2 separate regions of the Mus musculus genome follow, and region 1 is linked to region 2. The links are chromatin contacts, called in public HiChIP or PLAC-seq maps. All regions are on one chromosome and are shown on one strand. Each heading gives the region's core, a stretch centred on a gene start, on an enhancer-like site or on the middle of the called end of the contact. The rest is flanking DNA. Distances are from core to core; before and after follow the strand shown. Region 1 holds the start of Gucy1b2 (guanylate cyclase 1, soluble, beta 2). Region 2 overlaps Gucy1b2 (guanylate cyclase 1, soluble, beta 2).

Region 1 (2,750 bases), core at 243-2,742, 40 kb after region 2:
GCCTCCTCTCAGCCCTCTCCCACCCAGCTGCAGCTCGCCTGAGAAAAGCTTTCCTGGCATCTCTGTCCTTGACTTTTTCCAGTGTGTTTGTTCCTGTCTTCACTGGCTGGCTCCAGCTATGCTCTGGAGAGGCCAGACCCTCAGAGACACCAGGACTGAGGGAAGCTGCCTCTTCACTCCAGAAGAGTGATTTTGTGTACTTGCAAAAGCTAGAAGACTCTGTGCTGATTCTCTGTGGAGAGGACGTGTGGTCCTGAGAAAATGTCTCCAAGATAGATGATTTCCATAATTATGCTTCCCAAACCTTCCCACCACATTCAGCTGACAGCTCTTTCGGCCCTGCCAAGTGTACTTGCTCTGATCCCCCCCTCTTACAGCCCTCAGCCCCCTCCCCGCTTTTACAAACACACACAAACACTCATGCTCACACTTCACAATAAGCAAATGGTTAAAAAAAAAACCAACTCCCTCTTTCTTTTTCATGAAGCAGATGGTAGGTCTCAGGAACTTGGTGGAAATTAGGCTTTCTGATTTTCTAATAAATTTTAGCATCTCACATAAGAAGCACGAGCTCATTTTCATTCTGATGTTAAGTACCATATGGCCCATCATCCAAGGAACGTGGCAGCTTCATACCCAGAGTGATGTGGAAGGGAGGAGCGTCCCTATGAGGCCAGTGTGTATAAACCAATCGGATTCCAGGGTGAATGCCTTTTGATAATAATATTGTATATGGCAGAGGACTAATTATCCCTCTTTTATGGTATGTGTTAATTTTCTCTGCCAGTTTCCCTAATTACAACTGCCACCCAAAGGACTACTCTTTGTAAATACTCTGTAAACATTTGAAAAGACACAGACAGCGTGTGCATGAGGAAGGCTGTCCCTGGCTTTCGAAGCTGTCTGCAAGATTAGCTGGCATCTCGTAGGTTTTTCAGATGCATTAGCAGCTGGGGAGGACTTGTTACTGTATGGGAAGACACCCCTCCGTTCCCATGACATCACGGGCTTCCCTGTATATTCTGGGATCATTGTTTTGAGAGACCAGTTTTTTGGCTTTTTGGGGGGTTGAGAGGGTTTTATTATTTTGTTTTGTTGTTTTGTTTGTTTGTGACTTCCTTTGTTGCTCTGAAGTGAATAGTCTCACAAATTACGGCAAACATATATGCTAGCATAACTCATACCCAGATATAAATGGAGTGTCTGCATTGTCCAGCAAGTTCCCTTGGTGCCCCTATTCAGCCACCCCCAACCTCTCCCACTGCGCTCCTCACTGTACCTGTAGATGGGTTCGCTTGCTCCTAAACTCCGCTCGCAGAGGCTCATACAGCACACCGTCTGCTGTGTCTGACATTTTAACTTTTAGCGTATACTCAGCACACAACACTTCAGACATCACCATCCTTTCAATTAGACAGGTGTTTGTAAATACAACCTCATCACACACACACACACTTCTGATTACATGTAAGCTGACCCAGCAAGACAGACTTAGCATCCTGTGCGATGAGAAACAAGCTTTCATTGTTTAGAGGATACCACATGCTTAAATAAGCTTTAGCTATTGGTTAAGGAAGCAATGCTGGACAAGGCATCTCGCAGGGGCAAGGATCTGCGCGGGCGGAGAAGTCCCACCCTTCTCTGGTTTGACTGACTGTTTTCCCTTTGCATCTGTGTAGCATTGTACGCTATCTGATTGACTCCCCTGGCGTGGCTAACATCTCACTGACAGGTGGCTAAGTGGGGATAAGTGGGCTAAAGGTAAGGCTGGGGTAAAAGCCAGGCTTTCCAGCCAGTCACCATGGGACTGGCTATTGGCCTTGCCATTTGGAACACTGGGGAGGGAAACTGTTCTCCATAGTAGACTGAGCAACAGGGCAAGACCCTGTCTTTAAAAACAAAACAAAATGAAACAAGAGTGTCGGGAGAGCAGCGTTGTGATTGGTGCTTGTAATCTCTAGGACAGCTGAGGCAGGGGAATGGGGAGCTCAAGGCAGTAAGACCCGTTCTCAGAAACAAACAATAATTATTAATAATGATGATAATGATAAATACAGTCTGAAACAAAGGCTCCACATTTCTTCCAGACCTATCTCAATAGTTATTAATTCAGCATGCAAAAGTCAGAGGAGCCAATCCCAGAAGACAGTCCATCCCCCTAAACAGCCACAGCGGACAGCCGTGCTTTAGACCCATCACAACAGCTACGGAAATCATTTGCTTTTAACCACACGCTGCGCAGTACTGGGTCCCGCACATTCCTCCTGGTTTAGGATAAATCACACAAAACTGCTGGGTTTTCACCAGTGGGTGTGAGCAATGTCATTAGATTCTACGTAATTTCCTTTCCTCCTTACTGTGACCCTGTAAAGTTGGTCCTCTTACCATTAACTCCCTCGAAAGACAAAACAGTGGTGCAGAGAAACCAGAGGTTTTCTTGTAGCTGCCACACTGCAGCAGCTTAGTGAATCAAGTGATATCCCTTTTCTAGGAAAGTCAATAATACTTGACTCTTTCAAAAATAAATGAGATGGATGGATGGATGGATAGATGGTAGATAGATAGATAGATAGATAGATAGATAGATAGATAGATAAAAGCTCTCTCAATCAGGTACACTGGAAGATGGAGTTTTGATTTGCATGTGGACCGGGACTTGGGCACTTACTCCTTTCATTTCGCATCAGCGCCTTCGCTTGGGATCCAGAAAGCCAGAAAAAACATAGGCTTTTTCCACAGTGAGGACGTTC
Region 2 (3,024 bases), core at 62-2,561:
GTAATAGTAACCTTGTGGCTCTGAAGAATTGCTGGCATTCATTGACTTATAATTCTGCCTAGGGGTGTGTATTTACCGCTGTAATACCATCACTTCTCTGAGGGAAGATACTGTCCTTAGGTAAGTGCATGTCGTCGTTAGTGTTCATGCTGTAGTCAGCTGGCAGTGGCATGCAGATGAGTTCCAATAAACACTAGAGATATTCATAGTGGCTGACCTGGCACTTTTGACTAAATTCATTTTTGCCTACATGCCCTTTAGGTAAAAAAATTTTTAAAGTCAGCTCAGTTCCTGTGTCTACATCATCTATATCTACATATGGTTTGCTTTGTCACTCGCTACGTAGCCCATGCTGATTGTGAACTTAACTCTTGCCTCAGCCTCCTGAGTGCTAGGATTACGGATGTGAGCTGTCACATGCAAGCTCAAGAAAAAGAAAGATATTTTTATCCTGGGAAACTGATAGCAATCAAATTTAAATGCTCATTCTCACAGCCACCTCCACCCCACTCCCACCCTCCCCACCCCCCAGAACACAGCATAACGCTCTACTAAGACGCAGGAAATGAAGCAGGATGGGATTGCGGGTCTGCTGCAGTCACAGGGGGTGGCAGGTCACTTTTACGACCATGGGTATAGGCTGCAGTCTTGGTGTGTCTTTCTGGAGTGAATTTTAAAGTCTTCCTCCAGCTTTTCTTTCTGATCATAAGCTTTCCCATTTGTTCGCTGGTTCAACTCCCTTGCTATGTTTACCTTAAGAAGATCATGAATTCCAGACGAGCCTATAACATAAAGGAACGTCAGGAGACCCTCCAGGGCAGAGTCTAGTCTCTTGAGCCCTGTGAACTCAGGGATCTAAGACCTTACAGCTGTAATGGTGGTGAACTGGACTCTCCAACCCTGATTTACGCCCTATCCCAAGCTTCTGAGTGAAAGGGTCTCTTACTGCTTCGTCAAAGACAACGTGGAAAGGAAAAGCATTGCAGAACACCTCCTCTTCAATCCACAGTCTCTCAGGAAAGACAGGCTGGAAGGTGTCCCCAAGGGGCCCTGGACACAGAGAAAGAAAGCCCTAATGAGCGGCCCTCACAGAGCTGCTCAGACAGGGTTAGAATCTTAAGTGTGTCACAGGCTGAGTGTGATTCCCACTCTTTAGCACAGGCTCCCTCAGCTTCTCCAGATGGCCACTGCAATTATTGTCCAAATTAAAACAAACAGAAAATTTGCGACCAGGTTGAGAAGCCCTCCTGCCCCCTGCCAAGTTTCTGCCTGCTGCTGAAGAGTTAGTTTCTGGGCCAATTGAGTCTGTCTCACCATGAAAACAGAGCTGGCATTGAGACGGTGACAAGCGGACAATGAGCCAGAAGAGGAGCGAGTGTGTGTCGGGCCCAGCATCAGGGACATTTGCCATGGAGCTTTATAGACTGACAGTTTAGGGTGGCACGTGAAAATTTAACCAACAGTCCCATTTGGCAGGGGTTGCAGATTCTCAATGGAACCTTTTTGATATGAAAATCTCCTAGACAAAGGATGTCAGTTGTGTTTGCTACAGCTTGAAGGACTCAGAATGCAGCTCTTTGAGCCCTGCAGACCTTCACCCAGATGCCTGTCATTTGACCTACCAGGCCATGACAAGGAGCATCTAGCTCCCTTCCTCCACTGGGGTCAGAGCTCTGATTCAGACTTGAGTTAGGTGCTGGCTGGCAGGTCAGCTCAGTGCCCAAAGACCTGCTGTGATGACCTTACCACCTTTACTTTGTAAATGGAAAGCTGGAAGGGATTGCATTGTCTCATGTCACAGAGACAGAAATGCACTTTCTTGGTTCTTGCCCTCTGTCCCTTGTACTGCTGGCTAGCTGTGGTTAGCCACTGATTTCCAGTCCAGAAACACATCCCAGTCAAGGTCTGGGTCCAGAAGCAATGCAGAATTCACTGTGGCTAGTATGTCTGTGCCCAGTCTCTTCACCACAGTCAGGATCTGGGACTGAGTCCAAGCTAGTGGCTTTCCTGATTACAGAGATGACAGTGTCTCCATGTCACCCAGCACAAACAAAAGAGCTGATTTGTGGCAAGTTGGAAGCTGATATTTAAAGTTAAGACCACAGATGCCAAAGCCAAGCTCTGCGGGAATCAGGGGCTTTGAAATTGCAGGAAGCTTTGCCCTATTTGTGTATGGGGCTCCTCCCCTGCAAAGCAGGCAGTTGTCCTGATCTAAGAGTTGAAGCCAGCAGAACAGCACACCTACCTTTTCCAAGCAGGACTGATGCCCTCACAACAGCTGAGTGAGATTTCTCCCCAGGGCAAACAGGGATGCTTAAATACCTCTCCTTCTTCCTAAGGAGTGTTCCCTGAAGAGACTGCAGAGGGAAGGAGATGAAGCACAGGTACCTGGTCACAGGACTGGAGATGAACAAGCCCTCCTGCTGCTGCTGCTGAGCCCATCTTTATATACGGAAGCATGATGGTGGCTGAACGGATAGTGTGTGTGCTTACAAGGTCACTTCTAATCAAGAACCTGGAGCTCTCAGGTGTACTCATCAACTCCGTCTTTCTACAAAAGGCAGCTAGATATTTTTTTTTCAAGATCTCCAGGGAATCCTTAGATGCTCATGCTTTCCTATGTGTTGCTCTGAGACTATGTCCCAGGGTTAACTAGGAAATGTGGAGAAAGCAGTTGGAAGGATGCTTTCCTCAGCCTTCCTTTACAGCAGCAAAAGATTTGTAGCAACTAAAGATGCACAGGCGTGGGCTAGTTAAGTATGACAAGGAACATTTGGCAGAGGGAAGATGTTCACACACAAAATGAGCGTCCTCTCGCCACAGGAGATGCCTCTCCCTAGACAGAAAGTGCATGGCTCTTAGTGGACCATGAACTGATCACACAGCACACATAACCCTCCCCTAGATCATTGAGTAATTCCCAACTTGGGCCAAGTGAGTATGCAGGGGGTTTGTGGACTTTTTAATGGTTCAGACTATGATGCATTAAAAAATGACCAGTTCCAAAAATGATCTTAGCGTCTA

What was found. HiChIP or PLAC-seq counts read pairs in DNA pulled down with a chosen protein or histone mark.
Region 1: a contact with region 2 is called in an H3K27ac HiChIP or PLAC-seq map of stem cell-derived neural progenitor cells, with 2.0 times the contacts expected there. The contact joins the promoter of Gucy1b2 here to the enhancer-like site in region 2. A contact is called at or near these places in 6 of 39 promoter capture datasets (cranial neural crest, embryonic stem cells, macrophages and 3 more), 5 of 484 Hi-C or Micro-C datasets (cerebral cortex, embryonic stem cells, liver and 1 more), 4 of 115 datasets of contacts at active chromatin or transcription factors (embryonic stem cells, heart atrium, neural progenitor cells and 1 more) and 3 of 9 other capture datasets (adipose tissue, liver and pancreatic islet).

What each region holds. Positions count from the first base shown.
Region 1 is chr14:62,454,797-62,457,546 of GRCm38.p6, forward strand. Gucy1b2 (guanylate cyclase 1, soluble, beta 2) reads right to left here and starts at 1,493. Exons shown (of 17, transcript NM_172810.3): 1 at 1,280-1,493. The coding sequence starts at 1,402. It overlaps Gm41172 (a long non-coding RNA gene), which reads left to right and starts at 1,671. Exons shown (of 3, transcript XR_874685.1): 1 at 1,671-1,761.
Region 2 is chr14:62,414,955-62,417,978 of GRCm38.p6, forward strand. Gucy1b2 (guanylate cyclase 1, soluble, beta 2) reads right to left here. Exons shown (of 17, transcript NM_172810.3): 8 at 2,246-2,357; 9 at 947-1,050. Among named protein-coding and RNA genes, the nearest start is that of Gm35468, 24 kb to the right of the region's middle. Within about 2 kb of position 1,312, at least 57 of the 459 cell types and tissues checked have an H3K27ac peak or open chromatin away from gene starts, as enhancers often do. A contact at or near this core is called in cerebral cortex, heart atrium, neural progenitor cells and 1 more, where this site is marked.